Linked DNA regions of Mus musculus: region 2 is linked to region 1. The links are chromatin contacts, called in public promoter capture Hi-C maps. All regions are on one chromosome and are shown on one strand. The core of a region is the stretch at or near the end of the contact, and the rest is flanking DNA. Distances in the headings are between cores, read along the strand shown. Region 1 holds the start of Snx29 (sorting nexin 29). Region 2 overlaps 4930414F18Rik (a long non-coding RNA gene).

Region 1 (3,065 bases), core at 286-2,785:
GTCTCGAAAAACCAAAAACCAAAAACCAAAAACCAAAAAAAAAAAAAAAAAAAAAAAAAAAAGCATATTGCTTTATGTGGTAGAGCCAGGATTTGAACCCAGTACATTGGGCTCCATCACCTTTTGGTGGATGCTGGCACACACGTTTTTGTTAACATTAGTGTTAAGTTAGACCCAGTAATTTGCTTTGGCAGATGAACGTAAACTGTAAAAACCCCTCCATTAGTCCCCTCAATAAGACCACAGTTCCATAAACTTTGCTCTTGAGCAACAAAAAGCATCTAACGTTTTTTTAAAGATGCACAGAAATAATTTAAAAAACAAAAAATTAAGACTGCCCTTTGCTCCTTTGCCCTAGCACCCTCTCCGCTCCATGAAACACCTGAGTGCAAGTCTAGAGACTGGGTGCAGAGACGAAAATCCAGCTGCACAGTAAGAAAAAACAGAAACTACGAGGGTAGGCGGGTCCTCCTAAGGGAATCCAGATCCCTGAGTCCAGCAGGAGAATCAACAGCCAACACAAGCCTTCCCTGAGTCACTCCCATCTCCACGCGCAACACCCAGGAATGACTTAGCACCAAAACATCAAAACATCATCAGGACTCTTCAGAGGGAGGCTTGAAGACACAGACTCCGACAAAGGGACTAAACTTCGGTATCACTGAGCACAAGCCGTCACAAGCACCTGCCTCTCACTTCCAGACTCCCCACCCGCTCCACCTCCCTGCTGGTGGTATTGGCTTGGGCAACGCTTGAGCCCCATTTAGGTTCAGCATTGGGCAAGAAGGAAAGGGCTTCAGGACACAACCGGAGACTTCAAACGATGAGCTAGAGGAAGACATGGAGAGAACTGAAGCATGAACTAACAGCCCAAATACAAAAGGCACAACCGGGAGAGGGACGCTGCGAGGCTAACTGGCCAGCTCTGGGGACACAGGTGCAGGGAAGAGGAGGGAAGAAGACAAAGCTGTCCTAACACTGAGACCTCTGGGGACCCGGAGCTGTCGCTCTGGTTTGCTGTGTGTGACAGGGGTGTCTAGAGATGCTCTTTGCCTTTGGAGAAAGAGGAGTCACTGGGTGGAAGAGACCTGGAACAGAGAATAACTAAAAACCAGGGGCTGGTAACTGGAGCTGAGTCCCAGGAGGGTCACGGGAGAAAGAGGGACTAAGGCAAGTACCAGAGATCTGAGAATCCGGGGTGCGGAAACCTGTCAAAGGGATCGGCTGTCTGGGAGGGAATTGGGAGCAAGCTCTGCTCTAGGAGTTGGCTGTCACTGGTGAGGCAGAGGGACAGGAGCGCCAGCCCCGGGATAGTGGGAGCGGTGCAGGAGACTCCGGGCCAGGGCTCCGAGCCTGCGAGCGACCCCGCGGGGGTCTGCAGCGTGTGAGCACACCGGGCCCGGAGCGTGCGGCTGCAGTGGCGCTACGGGGCGGGTGACAGCAGCGGGGCCGCCACTCACCGCTCATGTTGCTGCTCCCGGGGCCGCCGCCTGCCTTGCCGCCGCCGCCGCGTCTGCAGCCGCCGAGCTCCACACAGGCCGGGAGAACGCGCGCCCCGCCCGCTGGCCCCGCCCCGGAAGCAGTGACTCTCCTAGGGCCCGCCTCCCGACCCGGAACCAAAATACTCGGGCAAATCGACGCCCCAGGGTAGCAGGGAAGAGAACCGGCACCTCACAAAATCAATGCCTCCCAATCCCCGAGCCAAGAAAAAGACATCCATTTAGACTGAAGTTCGGACAAGGATGCGATATACGCGTACCGAGAGCTTGGAGTAGTGTGTTGCATGTCCGTCAAACCAGCACTCGGGGGAAGGCAGGTGGATCAGAAGTTCAAGGTCAACCTTGAACTACTCAATGATTTCGAGGCTAGATGGGGCTGCTTGAGACTGTCTCAAAGAGAAGAGAGAAAAAAAGAGTAATGGGCCTGCAGGGCCTGGTGGTACAGGCTTTAAATCCCAACATTCAAGAGGATAAGTCAGGAGCCTGAGCTGCAAGAATTCAAGAGCTGTGGATGGCCGGCGTGGTAACGCACGCCTTTAATCCCGGATTTCTGAGTTCGAGGCCAGCCTGGTCTACAAAGTGAGTTGCAGGACAGCCAGGGCTATACAGAGAAACCCTGACTCGAAAAAAAAAAAAAAAAAAAAAAAAAGTTTGGTAGAGAGGGCACATGCCTTGCATGCAGGAGGCCCAAGCTTCAACTCTCTGTACAAACAAAAACAAAAGGTGAATTCAAAGCCATTCTGGGTAACTTCTCAAGACTCTCGAAATAAAAAGTAAAACCGGAGTGGTAAAACCGGAGTGGTGGATATAGTTCAGTAGTTGGAGTAGCACGTGCAAGGCCCTGCAGGCAGGAGAGTTTGTACTTTCTTGATGATGGATGTGGGAATAAAAGTGCAAAGCACAGTGATGCAGTCAGAATTTGAAACTTCACTTACAATCCTGGTGTGACCATGCACACCTTTAATACCAACATTCACAGAAGAATCGAATTACTGCCTGAGGCACTTGGGAGAATTTGTGGTGGGTGTGTGTGTGTGTGTGTGTGTGTGTGAGAGAGAGAGAGAGAGAGAGAGAGAGAGAGAGAGAGAACTTTCTAGAATGAGAATGCATTGTAATGGGTCTGAGGAGAATGACAGTGGGTCAGTGGGTTAAGGGAACTACAAGAGTTGTCCAACTGACTCTAGGCAACAGTGAGAGGAAAGGTGGGTAGGTGCTGAGAGAACACAAGAGCTAAATTCACAGCAACTGTGAAATCCAGGGTTTTGCCCTATTTTAAATATGGAGTTGAAAGACTATTTTGCCTGCTGGATATGAGGCTGGAGTCACCCAGCCTGGAGAACTTAGGCTCTTGATCAGAAATAAGAAAATAATGAAGAGCTAGAAACTGTAGTAGCTCAGTGGAAGAACACATGTGTGCCATCCTGGATTTGATTCCAATAAAGAAAGGAAAGGGAGGTGACTAAACCTGCAGGCTGCCCTTTACCAGTGGTCTTAAGTCCTACAGAGGTTTCACATGGCTTCAGCTAAAATCTTCCACCTTCCACCCTGGGAGGACACAAACAGCGC
Region 2 (3,065 bases), core at 142-2,641, 1.5 Mb before region 1:
ATACTGTTGTTAAATGTGATGCTGTGCCCACTTGGAATCCTGGAGCAGAGAGAGGACATCAGATGGACACAAAGTTAATCCTATTGTAACAAATAGTTAAAAAAAAAAATCCTGATGCGAGGTTCCTTCCTGCCTTTGACCATTTATGCTCCCGGAATGAAGAACACATACAAACACAAACTTTATATTTTAATATGCCTTAAGTGGCTCAATAGCTGGGCAGCTGCCTACCCTCCATGTTATTAGAATCTACCTTCTATCTATAACCCTATTATTACTTACTGTGTTTCATCTGGGCTGCTCTGAATTGCAATTGGTCAGCCCTCTGGACCATGGTCTCTTGGCCCAGAGCCCAGGGTGCTTTCCTTGCTTCTCTCCTGCAGTTCTTACTCCATAATGGCTTCTGTGTCCCCTGATCCTTCCTCCTGTTATCAAGTCTGGGGAACCTAAACCTGCCTAGTCTCCTCTACCCAGCTGTTGGCTGCTGGCATCTTTATTTACCAATCAGAATTAACTGGGGGCAGGGCCCTGTAGGCTACTTGCAGACTTCAAATCTCAGACGCTAGCACTTAGCATTACAATAAACAGTAAAAGACAAAACCCTAACATAATAAAGGCATAACTCCAAACCTGAATTAACTATAAACAAATCATTGCTCATATTACTCTACCAATACTGGTTGATTAGTTTTGATAAATGCATAGTAACTAATTTTGCCTTATTCTTATGATTTTTCCACAAACCCAGACCTAGTCAACAATTGGGAAAAAAATTTCCCCTTTCTCTTTTGCAGTGTTCCAAGCTAAATGCAAAGAAGGCCCTGGCTCATTGGTGACAGTCACATTCCCACTGAGTACACTATTAATGGTTAAATGAATTATCTGAGCTGTGACTTTCTAATAGGCTTAAAATTTTCAGTGTTATTTACATCTTAAAAGAGGCTGTTATTTACTTGAGTCTTAAAATATAATACCCAGGAGATATTTCACAGCACAGTCTTTCTGATGTTCCGTAGTTGTGGCTTTTGTGGGCAACCATAAAATCAGAAGGGTACTAAAAATCTCATAGAGCTCTCAATAGCTATCTGAAAGAATCACAGAGCTGATGAGGTTGGGGTTCAATGCTGATTAAAAATTTAAAAGGCCATATGAATAAAGGCAAGGTATGCTATGCTACTAGGCAATGGGGTACTGTGGGTTCTTGATACAGACAGAAGTAGCCAGTGTAAGACTCCGGGGTGCCTTAGCTTACTGGGGATCCCCTGAGTGAACCACACAGAGCCAGGATTGATGCAAAAAGCAAGAAGAATTTATTGTTCTAGTGCACAGGGTTTGTTCCAGACCCATAAGAGAGGCAGTGACCACAAGCACTCGTTTGGCAAGTTTTTATATGGTTTCCAGGGGCAGAATAGAGCATCAGCAACTATGCACAATATGATTGTCGGAACAGTGAACCCTTTAAACTGACTGGTCTTTAGGGAATGAGGTGACAAGGACTTCTTTTGTCTGAAGGTGGACAACAGTCAGTCCTGAGGAATGTGTTCCCACCTGCAGGTTGGTTCCTGCCCTGTTTTCTGAGAAATGTTAATTAGCCTCTCTCTTCCAGGGGGGCAAGTATTTCATGACCTTCCCCAAGTTCCTAAGCTGACCTTTTCACCAGCATTTCTGTCTTTGTGGCTTGTGCTATGCAGAATGAGTGTTCTGGTCTTCTAGCTCCTCATTTTAGAGAGTGTCAGTTAAAGTTGTGTTATTGTGCTGATGACATAATATATACATATAAGAACTGCAACTGCAATGTCCAGCACACTGATATTCTAGTATTTTTCTTGCATTTTTATTTACTATGTGAGGGAAGAAGGGAGGGAGGAAGGGCTTGGGGGGGTGGCTTTCCTTGGTGCTTGCTTGTGTGGAAGTCAGAGGAGAACTCCTGGAAGTCACTTTTATTCTAAGATGCTTATTTCAGGGATGAGCTTAGGTGGTCAGACTTAGCACTGAGTATTTTTACTTGTTGAACCACCTCTCCAAACTCATATAGATGATAAAATAATTGTTGTGACTAGTGATCAATATCCCATAATTATTACCCTTACCAGCACCATCCCCATCATCATAATCAGGATGACCACCACCACCATCATCACCAGTGTCACTGTAACCCATAACCACCACCATCATCATTTTCAACATTTCGTTTATGTTTAAACTGAGTACCTGGAGACAAATATTATGTAACATCCCTCAGACTCAGGATTAACTGCTCTGTTGGGCACGCTGCTGTATGGTTTTAATCCCGGCACTCCAGAAGCAGGGTCAGAGGTATCTCTGAGACGTCTAGGCCAGCCTGGTTTATGTGGCAAGCTCCAGGACAGCCACACTACCTGTCTCAAAAACCCAAATCCAATCAACCAAACAAATACAATTGTTTCCTGCAGTGTTCTTATGAAGACTAGCAAAGATGTTTTTATTATGCATTTTTCTTCTATGGTTGGGTATATATATATATATGTATATATATATATATAATGTATTATATTTATAGTCCATATTATATAATATGCAATATACTTTATATTATATAAAATATGAAATATAATATAATTTATAATTATATAATGTTGATATATACTATATAATATGGTATATATTTTATGTTATATAAAATATGTGATGCATTATGTAAGCAATATAATGTAATATATAATAATTTAATATAAAACATAATATATAAAATGTAATAACATATTAATATATGTAAATTTATAAAATATATAAAAATAAATATTAAATAAAATCTATCTCCTTGTCATCAGTCTATCTACCTATCTTTTGTCTAACTATAATCTATCTACCCATTCCTATCTCTTTCATATTCAAATGAACAGGTCCAATTTTTCTGAACCTTGATAAACAAAACACAACTTGAGAGTGTTTTGTAGAAAAGCTCATAGCGACCACCACCAAAAAGGCATAAGCTTGAAAAAGCTTAGAGACCAGCTTTCATAGTCATGCTTTCCAGAAAAAAGTCCCAAATAGTGCATACAAATAAAGGAAGCTTAACCTGCAAT

What was found. Promoter capture Hi-C pulls out the DNA fragments that hold promoters and counts their contacts.
Region 2: a contact with region 1 is called in a promoter capture Hi-C map of embryonic stem cells, with 3 times the contacts expected there. The contact joins the enhancer-like site here to the promoter of Snx29 in region 1. A contact is called at or near these places in 4 of 39 promoter capture datasets (embryonic stem cells, hippocampal neurons and stem cell-derived epiblast-like cells) and 1 of 115 datasets of contacts at active chromatin or transcription factors (embryonic stem cells).

What each region holds. Positions count from the first base shown.
Region 1 is chr16:11,321,374-11,324,438 of GRCm38.p6, reverse strand. It overlaps Snx29 (sorting nexin 29), which reads right to left and starts at 1,535. Exons shown (of 21, transcript NM_028964.4): 1 at 1,461-1,535. The coding sequence starts at 1,467.
Region 2 is chr16:12,774,542-12,777,606 of GRCm38.p6, reverse strand. All of the region lies in intron 1 of 4930414F18Rik (a long non-coding RNA gene), which reads left to right. Among named protein-coding and RNA genes, the nearest start is that of 1700003L19Rik, 35 kb to the left of the region's middle. Within about 2 kb of position 1,391, at least 6 of the 459 cell types and tissues checked have an H3K27ac peak or open chromatin away from gene starts, as enhancers often do. A contact at or near this core is called in embryonic stem cells, where this site is marked.